Regions from separate parts of the Pan troglodytes genome. Here region 2 is linked to region 1. A link is a contact called in public HiChIP or PLAC-seq data. All regions are on one chromosome and are shown on one strand. The core of a region is the stretch at or near the end of the contact, and the rest is flanking DNA. Distances in the headings are between cores, read along the strand shown.

Evidence for each region. HiChIP or PLAC-seq counts read pairs in DNA pulled down with a chosen protein or histone mark.
Region 2: an H3K4me3 HiChIP or PLAC-seq map of stem cell-derived excitatory neurons shows a contact between it and region 1, with 8 times the contacts expected there. The contact joins the promoter of HINT3 here to the promoter of NCOA7 in region 1. A contact is called at or near these places in 3 of 7 Hi-C or Micro-C datasets (blood, a lymphoblastoid cell line and stem cell-derived neural progenitor cells), 1 of 1 datasets of contacts at active chromatin or transcription factors (stem cell-derived excitatory neurons) and 1 of 1 other capture datasets (stem cell-derived neural stem cells).

What each region holds. Positions count from the first base shown.
Region 1 is chr5:137,653,073-137,658,707 of NHGRI_mPanTro3-v2.0_pri, reverse strand. NCOA7 (nuclear receptor coactivator 7) reads right to left here and starts at 2,920. Exons shown (of 16, transcript XM_063813429.1): 1 at 2,669-2,920. TRNAE-CUC (transfer RNA glutamic acid (anticodon CUC)) reads left to right here and starts at 3,727; the gene lies at 3,727-3,798.
Region 2 is chr5:137,831,691-137,837,325 of NHGRI_mPanTro3-v2.0_pri, reverse strand. HINT3 (histidine triad nucleotide binding protein 3) reads right to left here and starts at 2,473. Exons shown (of 5, transcript XM_001165850.4): 1 at 1,982-2,473. The coding sequence starts at 2,182.

The sequences.
Region 1 (5,635 bases), core at 1,671-4,170:
TTATGTTGTTCCAAGGTTATTTTTGGCTGTACTTTGGTAACAGCAGAAGATTGTAAACAATCTAAATGCCCAATGATATGGAACTGCTTTAGTAAGGTATCTATACAGTGGAATACCTACCCTGCAGTTGTCAAAAACAATGAGGACACTCCATTTAAATAATGAACACCCTCTAAAAGATATTAATTAAAAAATACAGAAAATCATGTAGAGTATGCTACTCTTTGTGTAAAAAATTTAAAAAGGAAATTAAAGAAAAATAGATATATGCATGAAGATGTTAATTCTTCCTGTTATAAAGTACAGGCTGTACCTGGGCGATGTTGTGCTTGAAAGTAAAGAAGTGCTCAAAAATGTATAGGGACATTCCAAAAGAACACAGGAGCCAGTTTGAATAGACTCCCTCTGGCTGAATTTGGGAAGATTTAGGTTTTAAATGAATAATGACAGCAACAGAATATAATACATTGAATAAAAACTCACTAAAACAGAAAAAAAGAATATGAGTCCAGGCTGATATTTAAAAATTAAATAAAGAATACAAAGAGGGAGGAGAGGAGGGAAAGTTATTTTCAGAAGAATGATAAAATTAAAATATCACCATTTTGCCATCACTATAGCAATAATTGATTCAGACAAGGATCATCAGTGAATGCTAAACCCATTGGCTAAAAGTTTGCTGAGGAACAGAATGGTCTACAGTCTCAAAGAATCACTTCCACCGTTGATATTTGCTTTTTCCAACATTTGCCAATTAATTACAGTTATAAAAGGTAGCTTTATGATGGAGAAATATAGCATACACCTTAATCAAATGACGGTACGTAGCCACTAAATTAGGGACTTAAAGCCATACAAATTTATTATCTTACAGTTCTGTAGTTCAGAAGTACAACGTAAGTCTCAGTGGGCTAAAGTCAAGATGTTGGCAGAGCTGCTTTTTGTCTGGAAGCCTATGGGAGAAGAGGAACCGCCTTCATTCCTTGGCTTGTGGTTCCCCTTCCTCCCTTTTCAAAGGCAGCAATGGCCAGATGAGTCTTTTGCACATCACATCACTCTGACCTGACTCCTCTGCCCCCCCGCCTCTTTCACTCATAAGAACGCTTGTGATGATTGGGGCCCATCCAGGTAATCTAGGATAATCTCCATCTCAAAATCTTAATCACATTTGCAAAGTTCCTTTTGCCATGTAAGGTGACATGTCAACATGTTCTGGGGATTAGGACAGTGACATCTCTGGTGTTGTGGGGTGAAGTGGACATTTCTGCCTACCACACTTACCCATTACAGGTAATGTGATACACTGGAATTATGTGCATTCTGATATAATGCACACATCACTTAGGATAGTTGTCCTGCCAGAAGAAATATTTAAATTGACTAACTTTCTGAAACTGTTGTCCTCCACTATTCAAAAAGGTCAATGATGTAAAAGAAAAAAGGCTGCGGAAACTGTTCCAGAGTAAAGGAAGGAGACTACAGATACATGACAACTAAATGCAAGGTATAATCCAAGAGTGTAGCCTAGATTAAAAGAAAAACTATAAATGAGATTATTAGGACAACTAGAAAATTTGATTATTGACCATATAATAAATGACAATGTGGAATTAAATTTCTTGAGTTGATAATTATATTGATTGCTCTTAGTAGATGCATAATACAGTGTTTAGTATGTATGATAAAGCATCATGCTGTCTGCAGCTAACCCCAAATGGTTCCGAAAAAAATAGAGAAAGCATATATGGAAAATATTAATAATTGATGAATCTAGAACAGTACTGTAAGATAGAAATATAATGTAAGGACATGTATAATTTTAAATATCCTAGTAGCTACATTTAAAAAGTAAAAAGAAAGCAAAATTAAGTTTAATAATATTTTATTTAACCCAATATATCCAATTATTCTCATTTAAAAATGTAATTAAAGTAAAAAGTATTAACACGATATTTTACATTTCTTTTTTTTAAATACTAAGGCTTAAACATACAGTGTGGATCCAGCATTTACATAACATCTATTCATACTGGCTACATTTTAGTGCCTAATAGCCACAAGTTGCTGGAGCTCTAAATTGGAAGGCAAAGGTATGGATGAAGGGTATATGTGTGTTCAATGTTCTATAGTTGCAACTTTCTGTTGCTTTGACATGTTTCGAAACCAAAAAGTTGGAGGAAAATGAACCAGATATGTGTTGTATGTGCATAGATTATTTCTGGGAGATACAGAAGAAGCTGGTAACACTGGTTACTTCTGGGAAGAAGAAAGGAGTGAGTAGGAGGATGGTTTTCACCATACCCTTTTGTACTTTGTGTAAAATATTGTGACTAAACCTATACAAATTTAAACTAATATCTGCTTAATCTTTTTATTCAAAACCAGATGGTCTAATGCTGAGGTCTAGCAACCCCTTAAGTAAGAGTTAAGAGCTCCACCTACTGAACTTGATCTAAGATTCCTTGGGATAGGAAAAAAGGGTCCCACTTAAAATACAATAAAGTGTAGAAATTTCTTCTGATGATTTTTCTATCTTATTATCTTAATAACCCCTTTAAATCTTCCTGTTCTCATATTATTACATATTTTCAGATAAAGTATCTCAATGATTTAAACTCCATCTCTGAGCTGCTGAAAAAAAAGATACGAGATTCAAGCACAGGCTCACCTAATTTTTGTGGTAATGGATGATGACTGCAACTCACAGTGGCGCCGGATGTTGTGAGCAAGTTCATTACAAATTTATGTCTTACTTAAGCTTCCTTCCATCTTGCAGCGGAGCGAAGTCTCTTGGGTCAGATTTCTTCAACTATAACGGCTGACATTTTCAAAGTTGAGTTATATCTTACTGCCCTCTGCATCTACTTTATGAGGGTTTCTGAATTAAGGCTGGGCTGTAAGGTGTCTTGACTCCTTTGGTAATTGCATCATTTCCTGGCCGTGTCTAGTATATAAGGCGGAGAAGTGAAGCAATTGCCCAGATAATAACACAGTTTGGAAAGTAGGAGGATGACAAACACAGTGGGTTTGAAGGACTTGCTTGGAGCCTTGGGCAGATGTCCTGATCCTTCACTAGGCATACCACCCACAGCTCTCTCAGCTTCGTTAGCCTGCGTGTGCCAAATAAATAAAATAGAACCGCGTGCTATGAGGCTACGTGACCCTTCATCACCCATATTTGTAGAGCACGCGCTCTGCACCCAGGACAGCGCGGGGTCGCTCCGGCTCTTCGCCGAGAAACGCTCTCAGCTGGTGGCAATCTATCGTTAGATTTAGTAAAATGTTTAGAGGGACTTATCATCCGCGTGACAGAGAACGAAGAAAGACGGAGAGGGACAGAACTTAGATTTGGAAAGAGCAGCTAAAATGGTTAATAAAATAATAAAGCAAATTACAAGGCTCTGGACAGTACGCGTCCAGACAACACTTGTCTTGGTAAAGAGATTTACATGTTACGTAAAAGAATGAGAATTTCCAGGATATATTTTCCAGCATGGCAATAGGAAGAGGATTAGATTTGGAGGGTATAGGTTTTTTCCTCAAGGGGCCATCCCGGCGCTTCCGAGAATTTGCTTCAATTTCAGGAAATAGATTCGGGGACCAGGACTCAGAACAAGAACAAAGTGGGTGTGGCTTAGACGTAATACTCTATCCCCTACTGGTTAGAGGAAGTAAGTGCAGATTTTTAACATAGCAAATATGTTTAGGGAGAAACGTTAAGTAAGTTCCCTGGTGGTCTAGTGGTTAGGATTCGGCGCTCTCACCGCCGCGGCCCGGGTTCGATTCCCGGTCAGGGAAAACTTGTTTTCCTTGACATTTGTGTCCTGCATGCCATTTAGAAGTCAAGAGTTTTGTGTAGTTTTCACTCGCTGGTTGGGTTTTTTTTTCATAGTATTTTTTTTTCTTTTTAAATCATAAGTTTTATGTACTTTTCATTCGCTTGTTGGGGTTTTTTAATCATTAAAAATTGACCGTTTTAAAAGTTTATTTAATCTAAGGCTTAAAATACGCCATCTCTATTTACAGGTAATGTAATTTATAATCAATCAAATAACATAAAGTTCTGTGATTCTAAAATTGTATTTTTCAGTTTTTAAAAATAATTTGGATGTGTTTACAAGCAGTCAGTTAAGCCTTTGTTTAACCTTGATTTTGTTTGACTAATAAAAGAGGAAGATAGTTTTATGAGGAATAATACTTATTCAGTATCATGCTTAGAGTTAATTTTTAGTTTTTCTGTACATTCAGATTATGTACTTTGGAGATTATTTGCCTATATTGGAGCTATTCCTACTCTCATCTCTATAAATATGAGATCTTTTCTGAGATGTATGGTTGGACATAGCTAGTTTATTGTGTTTTAATAACTCATTTAGTTAATGTTTTTTTTGCTAATTTTAAATTTTCTCTAAGAGATTTACACAAATATAGTAAATGTGTTACATCCAGAGTATCAATTCCCACTATATAAACCATATAGGCCCCTCAAAAATGCACCTACTTATCATTAGTAATTCCCACATTCAGGGTAAAGTAGAATTCTGGGAGTTCCTCAAAGGAAAATATGGCAATGGTGGAGTCAAAAAAAGAAAAATAGTGTTATATAGACATTAAGTTTTTTTTGATCCTGAAAGTTCTAAACCATCCTAACCTTTGCCACTTTTTGAGCTGTTGGATTTTTTTTTTTTTTTTTTTTTTTTTTTAATTTGAGACGGAGTCTCTCTCTGTTGCCCAGGCTGGAGTGCAGTGGCACGATCTTGGCTCACTGCAAGCTCCGCCTCCCGGGTTCATGCCATTCTCCTGCCTCAGCCTCCCGAGTAGCTGGGACTACAGGCGCCCGCCACCAGGCCCGGCTATTTTTTTTTTTTTTTTGTATTTTTTGTAGAGACGGGGCTTCACCGTGTTAGCCAGGATGATCTCGATCTCCTGACCTCGTGATCCTCCTGTCTTGGCCTCCCAAAGTGCTGGGATTACAGGCGTGAGCCACCGCGCCCGGCCCCACCTTTTTTTTTTAAGGAGAAATTTCATCATAGCATAGAAACAGACTGAAAGCTTGATTGCAACTAAAATGAGTTTGTTTTGCTCTCCTTTTAGCTGTGCTGAGACTGATTGGGAAGAGGAGAATGCTGAGTACTTAATGTTCCAGGAAGTCCATTGTGATAGGTGCCATGGGGTTAAGAAAAGATGTGATTTTTGGTGCTTAAGAAGCTTTCACTTCATTGGATAATTAAGACAAAAATATGTTGTCACCATTAACAAAAGTAATTGGCACCATTCATTGATTATTTGCTGCATATCAAGTACTTCAAATAATCACGATATATGGTAAAAGAAGGGAGAAGGAAGTGAGCACTAGAATCAAAATAGAGCTTGAAAACTGTTTTTCAAGCTGGACCTAAAGGCTAGAATTATCCGGAATGCCTGAGAAAAGGAGAATGGACATTGCTTCTAAGGGATCCAGGATGACCATGGTCTAGTATTTGCAACGAAAAGGACTAAATGTGTCAGACTGGCTGTAGTAGGGAACCTGCGCTGGGGAACAGTGGAGATGAGGGCACATAGGTGACTGCAGCTAGATTATGGAAGACCTTAAGACAAGTCAAGAAATTACGAAGGGAAGCCAAGAGGACTCGAT
Region 2 (5,635 bases), core at 1,224-3,723, 180 kb before region 1:
TACAGAGTGCTAGACTATCCAACCATTTAAAAGACATCTCTACTTAGATGCCTCAAACTCACCTCAAACTCCACAACTCCATAGCTGAACTCATCGCTTTGCTACCTCCCACCACTCCCCTGGCCATCTTTTCTCCTCCTGTGTTCCCGAGCTTAATGAAATGGTACCACCACTACTAGTTTACCCTAGCCAGAAACCTGGAAATCATCTTTGACTTCACCCTCTTTCATTTCCTTATTCTCTTATATCTAAATCAGGGTTTCTAAACCTTGGCACTTCTGACATTTTGAGGGCTGGATAAGCCTGTTTTATGTGTGTGTGTTGATGGGGTGGTGGGGGTGCTGTCCTGTGCACTGTACCATGTTAATAGCAACCCTGGCTTTTATCCATTATTTAGGTCCCAGAAGCAACCCCTAGAAGTGCCAGAAGTTGTTACAATCAAAAGTATCTCAATACATTGCAAAATGTACCCTGGGAGGGCAAAATTGCCCCCAGTTGAGAAGCACTGACCTGTATCCATCAAGTCCTGCCTGTTTTACCTCCTGAATACTGTATCCCTTAAATTGATATACTTTTCATAATCTCCTCTACCACATTCTCATTTCAGGCCATCATCAGGGTAGATTAATCTACTAGCCTTCTAACAGGTCTCCATACCTCCAGACTGGTCTCCTCCAAATCATTCTCCACAATGATGCCAGAATGACCTTTCAAAGATCAACCCCCTTCTATAACTCCGCAACATCTTCCTCCCAACCCACCATTAAACATTGTGAAGTTTCACTTTGCTCTTCAGATAAAGACAAAATTCCTTCACATGACTTCCAACACACTTAATAATCTGGTCCCTTGTTTACCTCTCCAGCCTCGCCTTTCATCCTCTCAAACTCTATGCACTAGTTAGACAATTTCTGTTAGTTTTTCTATCACACAAACTGAACCTCTCGGGGGGTCTCTCCACCTGGGACATTATTCTCTCCATTTCCTCATCTGATCAACTCCTACTTATTTCTTCATGCCTCATTTCCTCTGGAAAGCCTTCCCTAATTCTTCAGAGCTGGGTTAGATGCTCCTCCCACAAGCTTACAAAATACTGTAAAATCACCTGACCACAGCACGAGACATTGTAACTGGCTACCTCCTCTGTATACATTCCGCCCTTTAGATTGTAAAATCGGGACACAGACTGTCCCTTATCTTGCTCAAAAACCTCCAAAACAAGGTGCTTAGAAGGAATTCTATTTATTTTTTTAAAAATAAAGGAATGTTTACTACAAAAGACACAATCTTTGGAGCTAATTCTCTCAAAAAGTTGTTTCTATATGGACAAGTAAAACCAACAGAATAAAGTGTGTGCCAGATTATCCGCTTAAAAATATCTGGGCAAAGTCTTCATGCTCTGAAAATGTCCACGCATCCCAACTGACAGTGGAATTCAGAGGCAATTCAATAATAGTTTGACCTCAGACCCACTCCCTCCAGCCTATTTTCTGCCAATCTAACGAACAGCTTTCCACAATTATCATTACCTATTTTCTACTAGTTTTCTCATCAGTATCGGTATTAGAGTGTGCAGGATTTAAAATCAGTATCTTGAAGGTGGAGAAGAATCCTTGTAATAAAAGCAGAGGCCACAAAATGTTATTTGTACCAAGTACCTGGGTACCTGCAAACATAGGCCAAAGCATTCGGCCCTGTCATTCACTCTTTGCCCCTTGGAACAGCAAAGATACCGCTGGAGCCACTGCCTGTCCGTCCCCTAGGAGTGAGTCTGTCATCAGCACCCGGACCCCGCAGAAAGGCCCGTAGTGGGCGTATCCCCAGCTTCCCCGAGCCCCATCCACACAGAGCGGCCCTGCCTCTGCGAGCTGAGTAGCGATCGGGATCCTCTGCACCCGCTCCACAACGGCGAGGCCTCCCTGCCGGAGCTCCGAGGGGCGGCCAGGTCCTCACCCACCCCCGGCCGCGCGTCGCCGCCCACCTCGCAGTGCAGGAGTTCGGTGCCCGGGTCCTGCCGCCCCGCGATCCGGCAGAACACGCAGGTGCTGTCGTAGTCCTTGGGCTCTGGTGACTTGGCAGCGGCTTCACAGGTCCCCACTGAGGAAACCGTAGTTTCTGCAGTCGCCGAGGCCTCACAGTCGGGGGCCAGGCCGGCGCTGCGGTTCACCTGTTCCTCCGCCATTGCACCCGCCCCTCGCGGCCTAGAGCCTCGGCCTCTCCAGCGCTACCGGGCCCGCGCAGTCTCCGCGTCCCGCACCTCCTCCGTTTTACCTCGAGACGTCGCCCCTCGCCTGACGCTGGGCGGTGATCCAGGCTTGGGGGAGACGGAAGGAGACGCGGTGAGGAACTTCAAAGCCGGAGGCCGGCCTGAAAACCGGCTGCCACTAGAGGGCGCGCAATGGCGCTGCCGAGAGTCGTCCTGACCCCTGCGCCTCGTTGGTAATGACGCACGACGTCTGCCAAGGCGCAGAGCGCCCAGCGCGTCGTGGTGACATCACAGAGGCGCGGGAGCGTTTGACATAATGGAGCTTGTTGGGTGTTCTGGACAGGCGTTCTTCAAAGCCCATAGTATAGCGTGTCCAAATATTGTATTACGCTGCCGTTTTTTTTTTTTTAAGTTTTTTAAAGTTTGATTTTTAAAATTCGTAGGTTTTTAAAGAATGAGCAAAATTCCTAAAGCCTTGTTTTCAACAGACATCATGTTTGCTGCTTTTTCAGCCACGATAATTGTAGTTTAAACTCAAAATGTCCAAAACTGACCTTTACATCTCTGTTGACTTTTTATTGTTGTTAACAGCACAGTTAGATCAAAATAGCGACCTTTTTTTTTTAATCTCACATTCCTCATATACAAGTAGATGTGGAGTCCTATAGTTAATAGTCTGAAATATCCCAGAAATTCAGTGCCAGTGCCTCATAATGCCTCACCTAGACCAATGCAATCACCTTCTAACTTATTTATTGATTTTCCTGTCACTCAGACAAAACCTTCTGTAACTATGTGCTCAAAGAAAAAGTACCAGTTCCTTAGCTTGGTGTTCAAGGTGGACTCTGATTTGACCTCAGCTTTTCGTTTTGTGATACTTCGCACTTGCTGAGCATCTAAAACATGCCATATATTTCTCTAATTGTCAAAAAACGCAAGGTTGGTTTTATAACCACCGCTCTAGAGATGAAGGACCAAACTCAGAGTTGCCCAGTCCCACACAACTAATTAATAGTGACAGAGTTTAAGATCAAGGTTTGTCTAACTCCAAAACCCACCAACCTTTTTGACATACAGCACTCCTTTTTTAACACCAAAAAATTTGTTGGACTAGCTCACTATAGTAGTTATACCCTTGGTATTTGCTGATTTAGAAAATACATAACAAATTGGGAATTCAGTAATGATTTTTAATGGATTTATGTTGTAATAAAAAGTGGTTGTATGTGTTTTGAATTGTTGTACATATACATTCAAGACATTTTTCATTCCTTTTTGTAGTTGGCCAGTAGTTTGGGGAACCACTACAATAGCTTCACTGCCTTTCAGCACCCCAAAGCAGAGTTCAGAATCAATACATTAGAGTTTTGCCAAATTTTAGTATTCACAATTTCCATGCCTGTACTACACCTTCACATCACTGCTTTTATTCACACAGTTCTCTCTCAAATATTCTTGTTTCCATCTCTTCACTCCAAATTCTACCTTCCAAGCCACCCCTCCAATGCTACCTCCTTCATGAAATTTTCTTTAGCCAAACTGACATAAGCACATCCTCTTGCAAATTCATATAACAGGTTTTCAATATTTCTCTTGTAGGATTTGTCTCTTTGTATCTTATAGCTATTTATGTACTTATTTATCCTGCTAGAAATTATGTTTCTTGGCAACAAGATAGGGTGTGTGAATCTTCCATAATGCCTAGTACAGTTGGAACAGGAATTAAAGAATGTGTAAGCAAAAACTCAGTTGTATGTAAGAAAACCCAGTTCCCCCTGAGGAGGAGAAAGAGGTAGAGTCCTTTAAAAATTAACTGCCTGTTTTTCTGTCTGTGGCTAGTGAGCCTTATCTCTCCCTTTCCCAGGCGTTGTGAAGATCCTGTTTCTCTAGCTGTGCAGCTGCAAAGTCACTAGACAGATAAACTCAAGTCATAAAATATGTTTTTCCTTGAAAAGTAAGAAATTATGTAATGCATATCTCAATTAAATAACTGTCATTTTTCTCACTTCTGTAATATGCTTCCCCCTGCACAGATCTCCCCCCAACTGCCCCCTGCCCACGAAATGCTTAAAAGGTAACCTGACCCTTTGTTCGGGGCTCAGCGGATGTTAATCTGACTGTGCCGGTGCACCTAAATAATAAATCCTCCTCAACCCCTCGGTCTTTCTGATTCCTAAATAATCCTGCAACACAGTGCTTTGCATGGAGGTAGACATTTAACAATTTTCTAATGAAGAATGGTTAGGAGCAAGGTCACAGGATGAGAGTGTTCAGGTTTCACAGTGTGCAAGGATACTACAGATAAGAGTGTGCTGATTCATATCATACACATGTATTAACTTACGGAAAAGCACATACAGAACTGGAGATTCCAGGCTAAGTTCTGGGGCGGTGGAAAGCTGATTTGTATATAAACCCCCATTGGGTGCATATGGCCACACACATACATTTAGGAGACCATTCACTTACACACTAGCACACACACCAGCATAAGTTGCATCTGTTCTGACTGCACTCCTAGTGACACCTGAGATTTCTTCTCTCACTTACCTGGCACTTTCCAAGGCTTGCTTCTCATTCCTCAGCTTTGAACTTGATATCATTTCCCACCTTGGAAGTGAGGGGAGCAACATGAAGTACTTGAAAATTGTGTAGACGATGTGTCCTGTGTGGAAGCAGGCAAAAATACAGGCACTTGTATGTACATAGGCAGGACTACTGCCAGTGGGTGTTCTGGATAACCCTCCTGGGGAACAGCCATTCCAGTTCCATAACAATATACTAACTTAAAATCTGCTTGTGAAATCAGGTGCTATTTGCTAACTTCACAGGGCTACCATATGGGCTAGCAGGAGCCCTGCTTCAGAGCAGGCTCTGGAGTCAGACTACTCTACAACTTACCATCTGTGAAAATGGGCTATGTTAGTTTCCTTTCTCTGCTCAGACACAAATTATTTATCTTCCTGTGTGGTTTTCTGTTCATTCACCTATAAAATGGGGATAATAATGATGCCTAATGTGTGATCGTGTTGCATGTAGAATTGTCACAGATGCTTCAGGTGGTGCTTCACCGGCTGGAAACCTCTGTGGCCAGCAGCCCCTCTGCTTGAGTTTTGCTCATGCCCACTGAGCTTGTTCCACCCACTCGGACCAGCAGGCTGCGCTCAGCTCACACAACCAGCCTTGGATCCCACACCTGCCAAAGGCAAGCCAGGTGCAGAGCAGCGAGGGGTGTGTGTGCAAGCGCCCCGTTTGGCCACTGCACACAGCCAGGCATGCTGGCTGCTGCGGAGGGGCAGGCAGCTCCAGGCACCCGCACAGGTGCTGACTCTGTATGAGGTTGCAGCTGGACCAGACGTACCACAAGCGGCTTCTGCTGTGGGCACCAGCATCTGGACGAGGGAAATGTGGTGATGCTGGAAAGCTCAG